Regions from separate parts of the Danio rerio genome. Here region 2 is linked to region 1. Evidence: chromatin contacts called from public HiChIP or PLAC-seq data. All regions are on one chromosome and are shown on one strand. Each heading gives the region's core, a stretch centred on a gene start, on an enhancer-like site or on the middle of the called end of the contact. The rest is flanking DNA. Distances are from core to core; before and after follow the strand shown. Region 1 holds the start of arpc5lb (actin related protein 2/3 complex, subunit 5-like, b). Region 2 holds the start of m17 (IL-6 subfamily cytokine M17).

Region 1 (3,526 bases), core at 904-3,403:
ATCACCTGCAGACAACCCATCCAAAATGCTATTTTAAATGGTAAAAAATCTGTTTTTGAAACTAATGTAGACAGCAAAAGTCAATGATTGATTTTAATTATTTACCCTGACTTGTTTACTGTCCCAAAATATTTTAAATGTTTCTCAAAATGAAATATTGTGTTCTAAGGGGTAATAAGCTTTAGTTTTTTAGCCCAGACATTTAAAAATAAAATATTTTAGAGCAATAATCCCAATTACAGTGAAACAGTGATATTCATATCCAAGGTTATCATACCATCAGAATCTTATACCGGCCCATGCCGAGCATAGATTAAGTGGTATTAAATATATACTTAAAAAAAATCAATCCCTGTGGCTCCTGCTACAATGTTGAGGGATTAAGTGAATTTATCAGACTGTTAAAAAAACTGGACAAGATTTACAAAACATTCAGCTGAATCAACTCAACTGTATAGTTCAGTTGTGCTCAATCCATTACCAGGATGAGCTTTATTAATGTTATATCACCTTTATATTTTCTGACTCTCAAAGTGCTGGTGACTATTTTATGAATCACCAATGGCCAGTTAGGCATGGGATGATGACCATTTTTGTATAATCGCGGTTTGCAAAAGTAAAATTTTCTGCTATACCGATCTTAAGGTATGTGTAGGATTTTTTTTTTATTTACCACCAGAATCTTACACTGGCCCATGCCTAGCATACATTAAGTGGTATTAGAATATTAATTCATTTTCTTGTCGGCTTAGTCCCTTTATTAATCCTGGGTCGCCACAGCGGAATGAACCACCAACTTATCCAGCACATTTATGCCCATTTATGCCAGCCGCAACCTATCTCTGGGAAACATCCACACACACATTCACACACACACTCGTGCACTACGGACAATTTAACCTACCCAATTCACCTGTACCACATGTCTTTGGACTGTGAGGGAAACCGGAGCACCCGGAGGAAACCCATGCGAACACAGGGAGAACATGCAAACTCCACACTGAAACGCCAACTGAGCCGAGGCTCAAACCAGTGACCTTCTTGCTGTAAGGCGACAGCACTACCTACTGCGCCACTGCGTCGCCGGTATTAGAATATATATATACAAGAAAAAATAAATCCCTGTGGCTCCTGATACGATGTTGAGGGCTTATAAACTGAATATATTAGACTGTTAAAAAAACTGGACAAGATTTACACAAAGTTAAACTGGATCAATTCAGCTGTATAATATTTAAGTTGTGTTCAATGTATCAGCACGACCAGCTATATTAATGTTGCATTACCTGTATATCGTTTGACTCTCAAAGTGCAGATGACTATTTTATGAAAGACCAGTGGCCACAGTATCAGCTGAAAATCTGAAGATTGAAAGTAACCTACATCATAAATGACCTTGGGTGAGTAAATATCTATTTTTTGGGCGAAATATCCCTTTACATTTATTTTTAAACAGATTTCATTGCTCGCAAAACCTTGCAACAACAATCATTTATAGATCTCAAGTAAAGTTATCATGGCCAAGTTTCATAAAAGTTATGATCACATGTGACCAAATTTTGAATAAGTAACTTATTGAATCAAATAAAATTGCAAAATGCAATGTCCCGCTACATAACATCAAATTAGGGATATTAACGCTAAATGTAATATGTTAAGACGCCGATTGTTTAATTCTACAAATATCATTTATAAAATATAATTGAAAATACCATTACTTAATAATATTTTGTGGAAATCATATAGCAGCTTATAAACTTCAGCATTGAGGCGCTTTTACAAAACAATGCGCTTTTAACTTTTGTAAACAAAGCAGCGCAACCATCACGTCATCAAGCTGAGATACTGTACGGAGCGGGGCGCGCGCTCATGTCACCCGGGGCTCGCGATCGCAGCTCAATCCCTGTTACCGCCGCTCTCACGGTGAAGGATATTGCCTGAGAAGGTTGTCGACTTCCAGCGCATCCGGTCCTTGCTGGTCGGCAGCCTCATCGTGATCGTCCACGAATTTATTCTCGTCGAATTCATCAATGTCCACCTTCCTAAAGCGCGAAGACAGCGTGTTCTTGGCCATCGGGGCCAGTGTCAGTCCGCCGCGGTCCCGTGCCGTCTGTCTCTGCTCCGGGGCGGGATTTCAGCCTCTGCTGCTCTCGTCTGCGTCAGGGACACCACACTGAGTACATCCACAGACGGAAGACTAGATTAATCAAAGGCAGCTGTGTGTTCAGTGTGTTATTCTGGCACTCACGAGCACATGAGCTGTTCCAGTGTACCGATGCAGAGCCGCATATTTATTATGAAAGGTGCGATGGCAAAGCTTGAGTACTACTGCCACCTGCTGAGTGGGAGTCTGTGAAGGGCTCTACTGTTAAAGAAACAGTACACACAATTAAATTTCGGTCAGGAGGCCACAAACTTAAGTCAGTTTACCTTATCATCCAAAATCAAGCAATCCTTTATGAACCTTATTTGACGAATCTGTCATTTCATCCCTTAAAATTGTAAAATACTTTTGTATGGAGCTAGACCAGTCTCAAAAATAACGCATTCACAAAATAAAATTCAGACATGCACAGCACAATTCACATTTACAAAATTAAATTTGTAATTTCAAAACAAAATTCATAAATGCAACACACAGTTTTTGAATTCACAAGTAAAAATGAAAAACATTTTGCCAGATGGATTAGATTTGTTTATTTAAAAATCATGTTTTCAATTTACGAATTAAATTTGTGTATTTAGGAATCTTGCTTTGAACTCACAAATTGAATTTGTGTAGTAATAAGTTGGGTTTTGTATTTTATTTTGCACATGGACCGATCTGGCTCCATACTCTGGTTGTATAACAATATAGCCTTCTGTAAAAGTGCCAAATAAACATTCATTTGTTTGTTCATTTATTCATTCATTCATTTAACCGTCTCTTTAAAGCAATAATATAAAAATAATGTCGGACTTTATAAATCTTTTTTTTTTTCATTTAATGCTACTCATTCAAAACATGAATAACAATGTAAGTTAGTAATTGTATAACTGCTTTTACTGAAAAAATAGTCTCTGTGTTTTATTCTGTGAATTTGTGATGAATGTTTTAGGATAATCAAAGTTTTAGGGTAATCTTTTAAATGCAATTGCAACACTATGTATGTTTATTATTAAAGGGATTGTTCACCCAAAGCTAAAATTCTGTCATCATTTACTCATTTTACCTCCACTTGTTCCAAATGAGTTTGAGTTCACAAAAGAAGATATTTTGAGGAGTGTTGGAAAGCAGCAGCTTCCATAGTATTTTTGTTCCTGCTGCAGTTTGTCTATGGCTGCCATCTTCAAACGTTCTTCAGAATTCATGTTTTGTGTTCAATGAAATACAGCTAAGAACCACTTGAGTGTGAGTAAATGGTGGAGAAATTTTCTTTTTTTATGAACTATCCCTTTAGGAAAGAATTGATCTTTTTAACATTTCCCCTTTATGGAGATTATTTCCACATACATGTATTAATTAATTTATTAATTAATTTATTCA
Region 2 (3,452 bases), core at 324-2,823, 84 kb after region 1:
GATGGTAAATGCGGTTATACACATGGAAGGCACTATTTGGTAGCTTGGTAATTTATTTTACTAATTTGGTAACCGTCAAACATCGTATTGGAAACGATTTGAATTTCCGGTTAGTGTTAATGTAGTGTTAATGTTCCAGTACATGCTGAGTGGCTGATATTTGTTTGCAAATATCAGTCAAAGTTCCAACATTCATGTTTAAATTTTATTTTCTAGATCTGAGGTAAACTATCTGCTGTCGCTTTCACTATGGCAATAAATGTCATGTAAATTGACACTTAAAGTCATAGTAGTAACTTTTAATGCTGAATAAAGCACTATAATCAGTACCTGAGGCCATCAGTGTCATAGTAGTTTATGCCACAATATCACATAAATGCAAATCATTTCTATAATACAAATTTTGCATGACGTTGCTATTGATAGTTAGGACTCCAATTAATATGTAAACTCCAATTAATGTGTAAAAGATAGCTTATATCGCATCACAGTGTCCCATCGCAGGTGGTTAGGACATGGCATAAGGCTTTTAAAATAAATTTGTATTCAGAACTCGAAATCAAAACATGCTTAGAGCTTAACCTAACTACACAATTGTTTATGCATTTAAAAATGTCACTCTTTTTTTTATTTAGACAGTGTTACAACATCTATAATAATGAAGAAATTCTGATTCTTCACAAAAAATTATAAGAATTATATTTTTAATATATTATTATATTGCTTTGTATCAATCAGTTTTATTACAAACCCACTTTGTCATTGATTCCATTGATTCATCGTCATGACTATTTTCTGCATGACCCACACATGAACCATATTTACATTGAGCTATGCCTTTGTGCGACTCATTTCAAAACCTTGTCTAGTCAGGACAGTACATATACAGCCAAAGAGCTAAATTTACAGTTCCCACCTACTCCCACCCACTCTCAAAACAACCCAATTTTATCAATGGAAGGAGTCGCCTTATTGGATGTGGAAACCACCCATGCATCTGTTGACCATATTAGGATTATATTGTCAGAGCATTTCTCCTTTCATGTACCAATCACGACTGATTTAAGACCACTGACGTGAACCCCATTTGCAAAAAGTAACTATAGAAAAAGCACTTACATATATGTCCAAGAGCTTCACTGTCATCTTGTTTGTAAACTTGTTGAGCTTCAGACTTCGGTGAAGACGCTGGCTGCAGTTTTCGTTCTTGCATGACATTGTTGGTTGCACTAACTGAACGGCAATCAAGATTATGATAGCGAAGTATGCTCCTGTAATAAAAAAAACATTCAGAAATTAGCTAAGCTCAAGTTAAAAAGTATTCATATTTTAAAGCGCAGCCATTCATGCCTTTAGTTTCGAATTCACTAAAATCCTTTAATGCACATATAATCAACACAAGTAAATCAATGTGCATATGTGTTTTGAGTTATTGATCAAATGAATTAATATCAACAGTCTATCCATGTTTGACAATAGTTGAGCATGACTATGAGCGTATTGTTGAGTGTGCAGTGTGGCGGTAATACTTACTGAATTTGACTTGCAATCTCTGAGACAGGCAGAGCATGTTCCTGACATGACAGTTCATTCTCCGTTCACAGACAACGTTTCAAACTGGTCATGATCACAACTCTGAAAAAGTTTTTAAAGACTGAAACCACACATTTGTCATTGGAAGGAAATGACGCGGCCGGCTTTCTGAGGCAACAAGAGTTCCCAGAATATTTTTTTTTCTTTTTGCGTCTTCATTATCACATGTACTATGTGTAATGTTCCCTCCTCCTTTTGTTGCCGCCCAGGTTTGTGTGAATGCTTGACTATGGGTGGGTTGAGCAATGGTGTCTCTTTGTAGCTAATTGCCGTCTGATATCAAAATACAATTGATTTGATCATTTCTAAAATCTAAATATCTAAAATGAAGAATTTTGGTGAATTTTTGGTGTTTTATTTAACACCATTAGTATTAGCAAGATGTTCAAGTATACATTTTGTTTATCATCATTCGTTAACATTGCCCTGAATTTCACAATGCCACACAAAGCTATTCAAATTAAAAAGGATCTATCATCCACCACAGCACTCTTTCCACCCTTACTCTGAACTTTATGCCCATTGGTTCATCAGGAAGTGGTCTTGCACCGTCATAAGGAAGGTAGTTTCTCAATTCTAGATTTTCAGCAACTTTTTAATCTTTTGACGCAAAAAAAAAAGACACAACATTGGGAATTTCAGTCACCTATCGGACAAGGAAGGAAAATGACAGATCTTGCTGTGCTCTTGTCCAGCTTCTGTGTGATGTCATTGCATGTTGCATGCAGGATGACTTAAGTGGACAAAAACTGAGCTAAGCTTTATTTTGACCCTTTATGACTGCAAGGGAAACCCCAGAGCCGAAAGCTTGCGCTTAGCACATATTTACCATAGTGTACCAAAGAAAGGCTGATCTCACAGCCACATTTGTAAAAATACATCCGTAGGCTTAGACAAATAAATGTACTTTCTTGGGTAAGGCGTTTGTCTTTTCATGCACAAGCGTGACACTGATGTGGTAAGCTGTGCCACAGGGGAAATCGGTGTCTTCTCAGCAAAACACAGGTAATAGTAGCTCAGTACCTGGTACTTTCCACGATCCTTACCAAAAATGTGCACTATTAGAGTGAAGAAAAAATGAGCATATACTAGTAGTATACCATTTGCTCTTTTATGCAGAGTGTGGTCAATTTCCCTGTATTTTATTTTATTTATTGCTGTTTTAACATCCAGGGTTGAGGATGTGGATGTGACAGCCAAGCCTTGAAAACGGTACCCAAGACACCTCTATCTGATCTTTATCGACTTCAGCCAACTCTTTGGAAGTGTGTCTGCGCTAAATCAGCAGCATTTACGCAGACAGGACTGGGTTTTATATTTGGGTCAGGAAGATCAAAGATAATTTCTCTTAACCTCTAAACCACAGGAAGTGCTTTACTTGAGAGTTTGAGGAAATCCCCCGGTCTCCTTCGTGTATTTCTCATAATTACCTATTTAGAACTTAGTCTAAACTCACCTCAAATTTTTTTGTGTGCCATGCAACAAACAAAAGAGAGACAAAGCTCTCGTAATTTTTGAGAATTAATGTGAATTCGTAACATCAATCTTGGTAATCGAGTCAAGTTGGCTTTATTGTCATTTTAACAATATACAGTGCACAAAACAATATTCCTCCTGGACCAAGGTGCTACATCAAACAACATAAAATTGAAAACATATAACACAGGACTGTGCACTACAAAAAATCTAGAGATTGAAATAAGAATAGAAAATAAATAGAATAAGAGTATAAAAAAGAGCGCAAAGTGCGGACAGTTGACACAATATTGACATTAGTGTTTAAATGTGCACTTATAAATTCATTCTTATTATGTTTAGTTCGTATTGTCTGTTGTTGAATTTTTTTTTGCTGAGACGCT

What was found. HiChIP or PLAC-seq counts read pairs in DNA pulled down with a chosen protein or histone mark.
Region 2: a contact with region 1 is called in an H3K4me3 HiChIP or PLAC-seq map of gastrula embryo, with 4 times the contacts expected there. The contact joins the promoter of m17 here to the promoter of arpc5lb in region 1. A contact is called at or near these places in 2 of 4 datasets of contacts at active chromatin or transcription factors (embryo and gastrula embryo).

What each region holds. Positions count from the first base shown.
Region 1 is chr5:32,687,839-32,691,364 of GRCz12tu, forward strand. It overlaps arpc5lb (actin related protein 2/3 complex, subunit 5-like, b), which reads right to left and starts at 2,154. Exons shown (of 4, transcript NM_001128686.2): 1 at 1,935-2,154. The coding sequence starts at 2,074.
Region 2 is chr5:32,772,141-32,775,592 of GRCz12tu, forward strand. It overlaps m17 (IL-6 subfamily cytokine M17), which reads right to left and starts at 1,574. Exons shown (of 3, transcript NM_001079833.1): 1 at 1,534-1,574; 2 at 1,120-1,271. The coding sequence starts at 1,570.